Linked DNA regions of Ovis aries: region 1 is linked to region 2. Evidence: chromatin contacts called from public Hi-C data. All regions are on one chromosome and are shown on one strand. Each heading gives the region's core, a stretch centred on a gene start, on an enhancer-like site or on the middle of the called end of the contact. The rest is flanking DNA. Distances are from core to core; before and after follow the strand shown. Region 1 overlaps PPM1H (protein phosphatase, Mg2+/Mn2+ dependent 1H). Region 2 overlaps PPM1H (protein phosphatase, Mg2+/Mn2+ dependent 1H).

What was found. A called contact is a pair of places that touch in the nucleus more often than the background predicts.
Region 1: a Hi-C map of tail adipose tissue shows a contact between it and region 2, with 3 times the contacts expected there. The contact joins two enhancer-like sites. A contact is called at or near these places in 3 of 16 Hi-C or Micro-C datasets (skin fibroblasts and tail adipose tissue).

Annotation. Positions count from the first base shown.
Region 1 is chr3:157,004,253-157,010,147 of ARS-UI_Ramb_v3.0, reverse strand. All of the region lies in intron 6 of PPM1H (protein phosphatase, Mg2+/Mn2+ dependent 1H), which reads right to left. Among named protein-coding and RNA genes, the nearest start is that of MIRLET7I, 100 kb to the left of the region's middle. Within about 2 kb of position 3,992, at least 9 of the 54 cell types and tissues checked have an H3K27ac peak or open chromatin away from gene starts, as enhancers often do. A contact at or near this core is called in tail adipose tissue, where this site is marked.
Region 2 is chr3:156,913,595-156,919,978 of ARS-UI_Ramb_v3.0, reverse strand. It overlaps PPM1H (protein phosphatase, Mg2+/Mn2+ dependent 1H), which reads right to left. Exons shown (of 11, transcript XR_003588833.2): 4 at 4,527-4,639. Among named protein-coding and RNA genes, the nearest start is that of PPM1H, 150 kb to the right of the region's middle. Within about 2 kb of position 2,353, at least 3 of the 54 cell types and tissues checked have an H3K27ac peak or open chromatin away from gene starts, as enhancers often do. A contact at or near this core is called in tail adipose tissue, where this site is marked.

The DNA.
Region 1 (5,895 bases), core at 2,743-5,242, 89 kb before region 2:
GAACCTGGACTCTGGGTAGAGCTCTCAGGCCGTCTATGTAACAGCTGAACCACTATCCACACAGGATTTCTCCATCTTGGTCAAAGACTAAGAGAAGAAACTGTCAAATTCCTTAAAAAGTCAAAATACATCCATGTACACTATTGCCATGATCAGCCATCCAGGAAATGCCATCAAACGGTTGAAAACTGCTAACTGAGTTGACTTACTAGTAAGTCCAGGTTGTTCCCCAGATCATACCACCTCCACTAGATACCAACCCTTCAACCTGGTCTTACTGTTAAGCCAGAGAGAGGCGCTGACTGCGCTCTCTCCAACCCAACCCTTCCAGCTTCTCTCTCCACCTCTTCTCCTGCTGACATACACTTCCCTCTTTCCGCTTTCCTAAGGACTGCAGTTCAGGTTCACACAAAGCTTACTCGCCCCTTCCCTTGCTGTTCTTCTCAACAACCGTCTCTGTTTTGTTGGTACTTCTGGAGTCCTGACTTTACAACTTGTACCTACTTTCTGTTGACGTTCACTGCTCCTCATGAGCACCTGGACCACGTCAAGAGCATCCTCTCTCCTGATGTTTGCACGCTAAGTCACCTCTGCTGACACTCCCTTGCTGCCACTGCCCGTCAACCCCCTCGGTCCCACCCTTCTAAGAACTCCCTTCTGACTATACTTGTTTCTGAATCCAGCTTCTACTTTTGGCAAATGTTTAAAATATCTTTCTTGCTAACAGTCTAGACTTTATCACCTTGATCTCCTGCAGCCTGCCAGGCTCTTTTGTCCATGGGATTCTCCAGGCAAGAATACTGGAGTGCATTGCCATGGCCTCCTCCAAGGGATCTTCCCAATCCAGGGATCCAACCCACATCTCTTACACTAACACTGACAAGTGGGTTCTTTACCACTAGCGCCATCTGGGAAGCCCCTTGGATACTCTGCTGCTGCTAAGTTGCTTTAGTCGTGTCCAACTCTGTGTGACCCCATAGACAGCAGCCCAGCAGGCTTCCCCGTCCCTGGGGTTCTTTGGGCAAGAACACTGGAGTGGGTTGCCATTTCCTTCTCCAGTGCATGAGAGTGAAAAATCAAAGTGAAGTCGCTCAGTCATGTCTGACTCGGAGTGACCCCATGGACTGCAGCCTACTGGGCTCCTCCATCCATGGGAGTTTCCAGGCAAGAACACTGGAGTGGGTTGCCATTTCCTTCTCCAATGCATGAGAATGAAAAATCAAAGTGAAGTCGCTCAGTCATGTCCGACTCGGAGTGACCCCATGGACTGCAGCCTACCGGGCTCTTCCATCCATGGGAGTTTCCAGGCAAGAACACTGGAGTGGGGTGCCATCGCCTTCTCCCCTCTGACCCTCTAGTAAGAAGGAAACACAGCAGGAGTTGAGTACTTTGTTTATTCACGTCATACCGTCTTCTGCCTGCAGCGCTGCAGTTGCCTTGGAGGATCTCCCTGCAATAATCTAGGCAAGAGACGATGGTGCCATGGCTGCAGGGATGGCGGTGAAGGTGCTGAAAACTGTTCAGTTTTGTCCTTTACCTCTATCCTCAGAGCAACCAGAGTAATTATTTTGAAATGTCAGATAACGTCATTACCCTACTCAAACCCTCTGATGGCTTTCCCATCAAACTTGAAATAAAAGCCAAGTAATGAAACGATCTTCTTTAAAAATCACTCCCTACCCCCAAACTTCCCATTCCCCTTCTCTTTCTTTTTCTCCAGGGATCTCCTGCCTAACATTTTAAGTATTTTGCTTCTTTATCTTATTTTTCCTACTGCTCCCCTGTGCACTTTCCTCCCCACTTAAGTTCTATGCGGACAGAGATTTTTGTTTCTGGTACCTAAAAGACTGCTCAGTGTATAATGAGCGCCCAACAGATGTTTGATGAAGTGAGCAAACCGATGAATACTACTTATTCCTGGCAGTGGCTTTCCTCTGTCCTCATGAATGTTCTTGTTCTTTATGTATTCAAAGCAACAGCAGCCAGTCTTGTTTTCTGTGGCTTTCTGGGGCTTGCTGTTGCCGCTCCAGCCCGTGCTCACTCACATGCACATCCTCTCCTGCTCTGGCCTTGCCTGGCTGTGTGCTGCCCCTTGGAGTCAGTATTTCAGATACATGCTCTGAACATGGGAACTGCAGAGATCACATTCTCTGAACATCTGGACTTGAGAGATTCCCCCGGGCAGCCACATTCATGCCTTTCACCCTTCTGATGAGTGGCAATTCTAGGACTCCTCCCGCACGAACATCTCATGTCTCTATATCCGTTCTGTAATTTTTAGCAGAAAAACCTTTGCTTGTATTTTCAGACTGGCTAAGAGGCCTGTAAGCCAGTCTTCCACAACCATTTCTCTTTTTATCCACAGTCATCATGCCTCAGCTTAAAATTCTCCCGCGGCTCTCTATTATTTTGAAACATAACTTAGCGATGAGGCAGGCCCTCGGTGGTCTGATCTCTGACACTGCTCTGACATCTTCTGTACTCTGCCAGGAGCTCGGAACACTAGCTTACTTGCTGTTTCTTTAATAGCAAGTGGCCTCGTTCTTTTCCCCTCCTGGGCCATTCTTCCTCCAGACCCTCCAAGAGCCAGCCCCCGTGCAGCCCTCAGAGTGCCTTGTCCGGTCACTCATCTGTAAGTGTGATGTCCACAGCCCCACACCCATCCCCCACCTCAGACCCCCCTCCCCATCCCTGATGTACCGCTTCCTGGCGCTTACACAGCACAATCTGAAACTACCTTATTTATTAATTTGCTTGTCTATATTCTGCCTCCCCCTCTAGAACATGAGCTTCATGACACCAGGCACTTTATTTTATTCACTGTAATATCCTCATCTCAACAACAGTGAAGGCACAATTGTGGATGTAAAGTAGATACTAGCGACACGGGTGGATACATGAATGAAGGCTGTCACCTCAGCCTTAGCACACGAGCTTCCCTCCAAAGATAAGCTGTAGACGTGGCTTCCCCATTTACCTTTCCTGAACAGTAAGCTCTTCTGAGGCTGAACTTCCGGGTTGAGTTCTATCAGTGATGCCTTGGATTTTCATTTGCCCCATTACATTAAAATTTTAGGTTCTCTTAAAAAAAAATTTTTTTTTTCTTTTTTTTGCTGTGCTGGCTCTTTGACGCTTCTGTGTGGGCTTTCTCTAGTTGGCAGGTGGGGGCTACTCTCCAGTTGCGGTGCACGGGTTTCTCCCTGCAGTTGCTTCTCTTGTTGCAGGACATGGGCTCTAGAGCCTGTGGGCTCAGTACTTGCAGCACGTGGGCTCAGTACTTGTGGCACATGGGCTTAGTTACCCTGTGGCACGTGGGATCTTTCTGGAGCAGGATTTGAACCCATGTCCCCTTTTATCACCAATATATATCAGTAGACAGTCAGAAAGTTATTTAAAAAATGGCATTTATGATCCCCTTGCTTGTCACTTTCTCCTGATAATTCCTAGGCACCACTTCCAGAGCGATAGCGTTTGTTACAGTACTTCTCCAGTGTTACCAAGACAATTTTCTTCTTCTTTATTCACTCAGGCTAAATCTACTGGTGAAGGCAAGTCCTTCATTGGAAAGTTCTTCTTATCTTTGCTGGATTCCTCCATTCCCAGCCAGAGCCCCCCATTCTGACTTCGTAACCCACAGGCCAGGAACCTGAAGCTCATGCTTTGGCACCATCCACACACATCACTTCCCACGATCTCCCTTCTCTCCTAAGTCATGACTTTTAACTAGAAAGACGGATAGAAAAACCATGTGTTGCCCCAAGTCTTCATTTCCTTCATGGGACTTCAAAGTCATTGAAGAAGAATGTGACCCTTTCTGAGGGTGGTGACGGATCCTCTTCCCTCGCGGACGGCCTCATCTCTACCATGCACTCTGTGGCTCCACTGACACACATCAGTGAGTCACATTCTTCCACTCCCTAACCTCTGGACATGGCCTTGGACGCCTCTCCTCCCCCGGGACTCTCTCTTCCTGGATTCTCCTCGCTTGGCAGAGCCCACTGTGGGCGTAGAGTCAGAGGTTCTGAAGTCACCGCTGAGTCCTCACGTGGACTTGCAGTGTGAACGAGGGAAAGTCCCGCAATCTCACTGCATGTGCTTCCTCAGCTGCCTTTCTTCACGCAAGTTTGCAAGGATTCAATGCAAATATGCCTGAAGGGGAGGGCAGGACGCATTGAAAGAAGAGCATTGACATATATGGGCTTCCCCTTCCCCAGTGGCTCGGTGGTAAGGAATCCAGCTGCTAATGCAGGAGACTTGGGTTTGATCCCTGTGTCAGGAAGATCCGTTGGAGGAGGAAATGGCAGCCCACTTCCGTAGTCTTGCTGGGAAAATCCCATGGGATGGCAAAGAGCTGGACACGACTGAGCGACTGAACATGAGCAGGAGCGCTGACATATATACACTAAAATAGACAGCTAGTGGAAAGCTGCTGGACTGCACAGGGAGCTCAGCTCGCTGCAACGCTATAGGTGGATGGGATGGGGGTGGCGGAGGAGGGAGGTCCACGAGGGAGGGGTTATATGCATATATATACCCGATTCACTATATTGTATAGCAGAAACCAATACAACATTGTAAAGCAATTATATTCCAATAAAAAACAAATAAATAATGCAAATACATCTGGGAAAGTCCTTTGTGAAGAAGGATAAGGTGCTATTTAACTCTAAGTTGTAGCTATTATGGTTGTCAGAGCCTCTGTCATCACCGTGGATGGACAGCACAGAGGCCTGGTTCCCACAGGCAGGAATAGAGCACATCCCCAAAGGATACTGCTTCCAGCTGAGCCCCCAACACACCCCAATTCATACTTTTTATACTGCTGCTAATGATACCAAGGGGGCCAGGTGGCGCTAGTGCTGAAGAACCCGCCAGCCAACGCATCAGACAGGAGACACAGGTTTGATCCCTGGGTCAGGAAGATTCTCTGGAGAAGGGCATGGCAACCCACTCCAGTATTCTTGCCTGGAGAATCCCATGGACAGAGGAGCCTGGAGGGCTACAGTCCATGGGGTCACAAGGAGTCAGACATGACTAAAGCGACTTACCATGCACAAAGATACCAAAGCAGGAAGGACGGCACCTGTGCGACTTTATCCAGAAAGGTCTATGGTTCCACCATACAGTGAAAACGCACAGACTCAGAAGGATATCTCAGAGCTAATCTAAAGAGAGTCCTTCAGGTTGGTGTGAAATAATCATAAATGGAGGACATCCCCTCCTCAGCTAGAAGCTTAGCACTCTTCAAGGAAAGAGTTAAGAGCCCCAGGAACTCTCATTTTGCCCAGAGCAGAAACTAAGTCCTAGGCAGGCAGACCCACATCTCAGAGGGGCTGAGCAGGTCTGGGTGGAGGACGGTAGTAGGCAAAGTGTCTCAGGCTCTGGTCCCCATTTTTGTCTTCCCACACCCAAATCTCCATAGAAGCTTGAATCCCAGGAGGCCCAAGATGAAGCATCACCCAGGCCTGGCTGGTCAGAACAGATACATGCCTGGAGCCCAACTGCTCCTCGTGGCTTTTAAGAGCTTGGCAGAACCCCAATGAAGCAATTCACAGAATCTGCAGAGGCTCTCCCCTCACTTGCCCCTCTCCCCACCCATCCTCCCCAGATCTTCCTGGAAAAAGCACAGTGGGATTGGCAATCACCTCATGTTTCATTTTTCCTACCAGCTGTCTGTAATTTCCAAAGGAGTCGCGCCCCGGGCTGAACCACAGGGCTCAGTGAGCCACATCTTGCTCCTGGAGGTGGCCCTGCGGCAGGGGACCCACCCTCCCTCCTCGCTCCACGAATTTCCTTTAAGGCAATACAAGATGTTGCCACTTTGTCACGTCCAACTCTTTCATCTTTTTTTTTTTTTTTTAAATGTCTACTTTTAAGAGGGCCCTTTCCCTGGTT
Region 2 (6,384 bases), core at 1,104-3,603:
TCTTCTAAACTGAAGAATCACTTGCAGCCCTAAGGAGCGTGCGACTCAAACACAATGGGGGATAGTTTGCATATTGCTTTGCATGACATTTGCATGCCCCCAAGTTCAATTTTGCTGGAAGTGAAAAATCCGCCCAGCAGCTGCTGCTTTCCTAGTCCCTTATGATCCCCTAGGTGCTTTCAACTGGGAAAAATAAATCAACTGGCGTGCATCAAGTAGTCATCCCACGAGCCTGTGGTGTGGGGTTACCTGGGATGTGGAGGGAAGGGCAAGGCTGTTCCAGGCAGTTATCACCTGGCAGCATTGTGGACCATCCCACACAGAGGGTGGGCACTGACTCAGAAACCAGTAAAGCCACATATAACACCAGCTGCTCCTGAATACAAGCCCCAAGCACACATTGTGCCTGATAGTAAGTCAGCGGATGCAAAGCTCACAAAGCAGCTTGAAAAACAGTCACTGACCACCAGCACTGGTGGCTTGATGGTAAAGAATCCACCTGCCAACGCAGGAGACACAGGAGACCTGGCTTGGATCCCTGGGTCAGGAAGATCCCCTGGAGGAAGTGGCAACCCACTCCAATACTCCTGCCTAGAAAATTCCACAGGCAGAGGAGCCTGGCGGGCCACCATCCATAGGGTCACAAAGAGGCGGACACGACTGGGCAACTGAGCATGCATACAGGACCACCAGTACTTTCCAAATCAAGCCAGTGCAGAGCTTCTCTTTCCCTGAAAGTAAATAACTGTGGGGTAGTGAACCTAAGACAAAGATTTGCTTCACTCTCAAAACTGTCCAGATTTAAACCAAAGAGATGGATAGCCAATATCTGGCAGTAAATAGGAAAACTCAGCAACTAATCAGGGCTCTGTCGTCAGAATTCTCAGTTGGCCTGATCATCTGTTTAAACTGAGCTCTCGGATTCATGACCCCTTGCCCGTAAGCCGTAACGGACCTACGTCCACACAGGTCTGATAAAAACTCACTTAGTTGCTGTTTCTGGGGAATAACTGAATATACCTGTGAACTCAAACACAGGTATAACAAATGAATAAACTAGGCAATGATGCTACGTAAGATGATATCAAATATCTATTGTTTATACTAGAGCTGAAAATACACAAATAAGTGTCATATTAGCTATATTTGGACAGTGGCTGCAATACCAACTCATATTGCTCTTAGGGTTCTATGTGACCTACAGCCCATAAGCGAACAGCAAACCCAACCAGCCATCAGCCATAGAACTCCAAATTCATATCTGGGTACTGGGGCCAGAATACTACAAGTGTAATTAAGCTGACTAGGTTTTAAAGATGCTATTTTCTCATAAGATAATTTGTGTGTTTGGGGGTCAGTGCTTTACAGCTTTCATACAGATAAAAGTACCTGTGAAACTTTTCAAATTATTGGGAATAACCTGTAAAACACCATACTTTTATGGACGCTTAGAAACAGTCATTTGAAAATTTAAAAAACGGACTCCAAGAAAGATGAACCAACCGAAACAGCCTTTGGGGCTTTGCTTTCCCCAAGTGCCACTCCTCACTGTGCCATCTTGAGAATGCCAGAAGTGTTAGAAATCAACATTTGGTCCAACAGCACCATTTTTAGAGATGAGGAACTCAAGCTCTGGGTCTAGGAACTGGCACTTAAAAGTGGGGGGCAAAAGCCCAGGGGAAGAGGTGGGATTGCCTGGTCCTGGACAGAGGATGGAGCATCTGGGAACCAGGGCTGAAGCTCTGGCTGGTCGGGAGGGGGTGGGGTGGGGTGGGGAGCTCAGGGAGGGGGCTCCACCAAGGAGTTCAGAGCTTCAAAGGAAACTACATTCAAAAGTGAGAACAGGGAGTTGGGGAGGCCCTGCTTCTCTGAAAAGCACAATCCAACATAAAGCTATCCTGGGCATGGAAGCTGGGTTACCTTCCGAGTCTGGGGTCCGCTGATGAAAGATGCTTCCCTGGGAAGAGGGGATGGGAACACAGCACTCAGTCACCAGCACCTGCGTCACTGGAAGGGCCAGGAAGGCAAATTCATTTCTAACAACACGGAACTAAATCCAGACCAAAAAACGGTGAATACAAGTGCAAAAGCTGAATCATCAGTGCAGTTTTACTCAGAACAGAAAGAAATCGTTCCGTGATCTCCCCGTCTCTCTCCAACAAGCTCAAGATCCAGAACAGAATAAGGGCTCAGCGCCAGCTCCTTCGTGTGCATCTTAAAAGGCCCCAGAGATGAGGATTCCTATTTTTAAGATACTCCAGCCCTGGGGAAGGCAAAGAAGAGCAGGAGATGCACTGGTGATTTTCCACTCGCCCCCACCCTGGAGCTGTGGCTCCCGCCTGTGTCTGTGCCCTGGCTGACTAAGCTCTCTGACCCGAGTTCCCTGGGCCCCTTGTCACGTGGCTTCCAGTTGGGCTCATCCAACGGGAGGCCCTGGCAGGAGAAAGGGGACAGGAAGAAGGAGAAAGTCAGGGGCTTCCTCTCACTCTTTCCTGCGGCCCCTGCCCAGGGGCCTTCATCAGCGGCCCCTCTCCCAGCTCCACTGTAGCATTTCTTCCCTGGACCCTGTAGGTCCAGCGGGGTCAATGCCTTCCTGAGCTGAAATGCTCCTAGCCGGTCCCCTTCCTCTCCTTCAGTCAGTTGATCCACATGAGTTGAAGTCTATCTCCTCCTAGGACCACTTAGGGAATAGAAGCCGTGAGATGAACATGGCATCTTATATTCACTTCCATTTACCTGGAAAAATTTTACATTGAAACTGAGATATCTTACGGAGCAGAAAAGAAATTCACATAAGCCTTAAACATAAACAGATCTTCAAAAAACATCAATGTTCAAATCCCCCAAACTGCTGTCTTGGCAGGTCACTCTCCTTTGGTCTCCACAATCTTCAGTGGGAAGACTGGGTGAAGATGCTTAACTAGGGTGACCGGAGACGCCCTCAGGCTCTCCTGCTCTGGAATTCCTGGAATTCTGGTAATCTCCTGGAATTCCTTGATTGCCTGAAGGAGGCTGTCTTCCCTACAACCTGATGGAAACAGGGAAGGCGAGGGGTGGAGACTGATCTCAAGGAGAGCCAGACCAAGCAGCAAAGCTGAGAAGAGGCAAGTGGCCCAGAGGAAGGGGCTGGAGGAAAGACAGCATCCTTAGACCACAGCCCGAGTGGGGAAATCACCCATCGTCTCAGGACTCATGATTAGCGTCCAGGCCTTTGACTGCTTTCAGAATCAGGAGTCAGCCTTTAGCAAAAAGTCCTACTAGAAAGCCAACATATTTTGTTACTTAAGGGGGCGGACGTGTGTAATACATATTAGAGGGCTTTTCACAGGGTCTATAATTTAGTATAGACTAAATAACCGATGTTGCTGAACCTAAAGTGAGCACATACCAGTTATTTAAAAGAAGATTAGGGGGCTCCCCTGGTGGTCCAGTGGCTAAGACTTTGCGTTTCCAATGCAGGGGGTCCAGATAATGATCCCTGTTCAGGGGAGTAAGATCCCACATGCTGCAACTAAGACCCGGCACGGCCAAGTCAATAAACACAGATGCTTTCTAAGTGGTGGTTAGAACATGAGTCCAGGGCTTCCCTGCTGGCTCAGTGACGAAGAGTCCGCCTGCCAGTGCAGGAGAGATGAGTTTGATCCTTGAACCGGGAAGATTCCACATGCCTCGGAGCAACTAAACCTGTGCGCCACAACTCTCGAGCCTGTGCCCCAGAGCCGTGGAGCAGGAGCTTCTGAGCCCGCGTCCCGTAGAGTCTGTGCTCCGCAGCAAGAGAAGCCCGCACGCTGCCGCGAGAGAGCAGCCCCAACCCGGCGCAGCTAGAGAAAAGCCTGCGTCCCAGCAGACACCCAGCAGAGTCAAAAATAAAAGATTAATAATATCAAACAAAAAGACGAGTCTATCTAATTGCTGGTAACACTGGATACAGTAAGGGTTAAGTCATCTTCTGTTGGCCCAAATTCCTCTCAGATGAACCCAGAGGCGAGGAAAAGGCAGCCCGTAGGGGCACATGCATAAAAGGAGGAACTCCCCGGCTTCTGGGAAGGGACAAGGCAAAGTCACCAAGCCAAAGAGGAACTAGCCGGGAAGTCCTCCTGGGTCCCTTCCAAACACCCACTTCATTCAAATCCCTCTCCTTCCTCCTAGCAAATGAAAGCCTTTGCTAAGCTTTCATTGAAAATCAGGTTCTAAAGTCAAAAAACAATTGGATACTACCAGTTTAGGTTAATCACAAGCGTGTGTGTGTGTGTGTGTGTGTGTGCGCGCGCGTGTGCGTGCGTGTGTGTGTGCGTGTATACCGCGCTACAGGCAACTAAGGAGAAGGCAACCTGCACCTTTTCATACCAGCCTGACAAATCTTCTTAAATATATTTTTATCCAGATGTAGAAGGCTTATCTTTCTCAATATCGAATCCCAAACAGAATCGCTTTATTTCTAATCATTTCGTTGTTTTTTTTTTTAAGATAAAAAAACTAAAGGAAGGCATTCGACTTTAGAAAGACCAGAAGGCTCATCTGCTTACCTGCTGTCCCCAGCGTTGGCCACGTACAGCTTCCCCAGAAGGCAGACCACAATGAGTGCTGTGCAGCCACCAGATATATTGTACGAACTCCTCTCTCGCTCAATTTGTAGGTCCTAGAGAAGAAAACAGAGTCAGCGCTGGATTGTACACGGCTTCCCTTGTGGCTCAGATGGTAAAGAATCTGCCTGCAATGCAGGAGACGTGGGTTCTATCGCCGGGTCAGGAAGATCCCCTGGAGAAGGGAATGGCTACCCACTCTACTATTCTTGCCTGGAGAATTCCATGGATAGGAGAGCCTGGCGGGTTCATACAGGAACTGGACAGGTGGGATTGTACAGGATCAAAGGCTTTCTTAGCCTCACTCCCTGACGGCAGCCCTAAGAATCTGAATGTGCTTCAAAGAAGGGAGAGGAAAATCTTTGGTACTGGCTTTTCTACCACTTGATGAGCACTTCTGGAGAGGACACTGGCACCAGACAGTCGCCTCCCAGGCCATCTGCAGACCACAGACAGGAAACAAGGGAAGGCAAACAGATATAATCAGACAAAAAGGAGAAGAATCAAACCAATCATATTCAATACATATTGTGGCTTATGGAAAATTTAGTTTTTGTATGGACAGCTTGAGCTGCCATGTGGAAAATAGATTAGAGAGGCTAATAACACCGAGTGCTTGGATCTGATCAATACTTTCAAGCCCAAAGTCTCCAAGAAATAATTTCCTTTACAGCCGGATAAAAGAGGTGACTTGAAGGACTATGTCCTCAACTCAACTCCAGTAGGAGTCCACCCCCATCTTACTGATCAAAGGGAGAAGCTTCTGAACTCTCATCTGACTTTTTCTTCCTAAGGCCACTGATTCACAAGAGGGACATACTCGAACAGTTACAGGCAACATTCAGTGAGCACCTCCTCTGTTTTACAAATAGAATCTCATCTCGTCCTCACAGCCATATTATTAACCTCACTGTTCAGATGCAGACAACCTGCCGCTGTAGTTTGGATTCTAATCAGGTTCTCCTCTAAAGTCGAGTATTTATTACCTGCCACTTAAAGAGGTCTCCCCAAGAAAAATAAAAATAGAACCACACTTCTATCGACAGACAGGCATCATCCTCAAGACAGACGGCTTTGTGAAATTCCGTGTCAGTGACAGAAGCCAGTGTTCCATGACTTCAGAAAAAATGTGAGTTGAATTAGGAAAATAAACGGGACACTAGCTAAAATAATGCCCAAAGCTCCCATCGTCACGTCACCTACTGTCAGGGCAAGGGAGAGGGAAGGAGGATGGGCACAGAAGAGCAGGGAACAGTGCCCTGGCTGACTCTGAGGGTGCTGGGGGCTGACCGAATGTCAGAGTCCTTCTGTGATTCCCAGGAACCCCCAGGATTAGAACTCAGCTGCTGCCGCCAGTCTCCTGATGGAAAGGGGGGAGATAATTCAGTAACCCAGCATTTATCAGCAACTGCTCTGCTCCAGAGGCCGGAGGTGGCAATAACAGTTAGATAAATCACCAGCGAGAAACCAGAAACAGGGGAAGAGCCTGAGCTCTGCCAACAGATTAAGGACAGAGTGTTGGTCAAAATCTAAGGAGAGAAAAAGTACAAAGAGGGGCCCTGGGAGAACCTAATATCCTGGGAATGAACTAAGGACAGGGTTGAGGGGAGCATGGGGGGAAGGCTGAGGAACCATGGGAGGGGTAAGGATGAGTGTATAGGGGACGTGATGGTTTACAAGCAAGTGAAGAAAAGTTAGGGGCTGAGTGAATGACAGCATCAAGAGCCACAGATGGGTCAAGCATGCAGACCACCTTCAAAGACCATACTGGATTTTTAGAACTTATTTACAAACTCCGTAT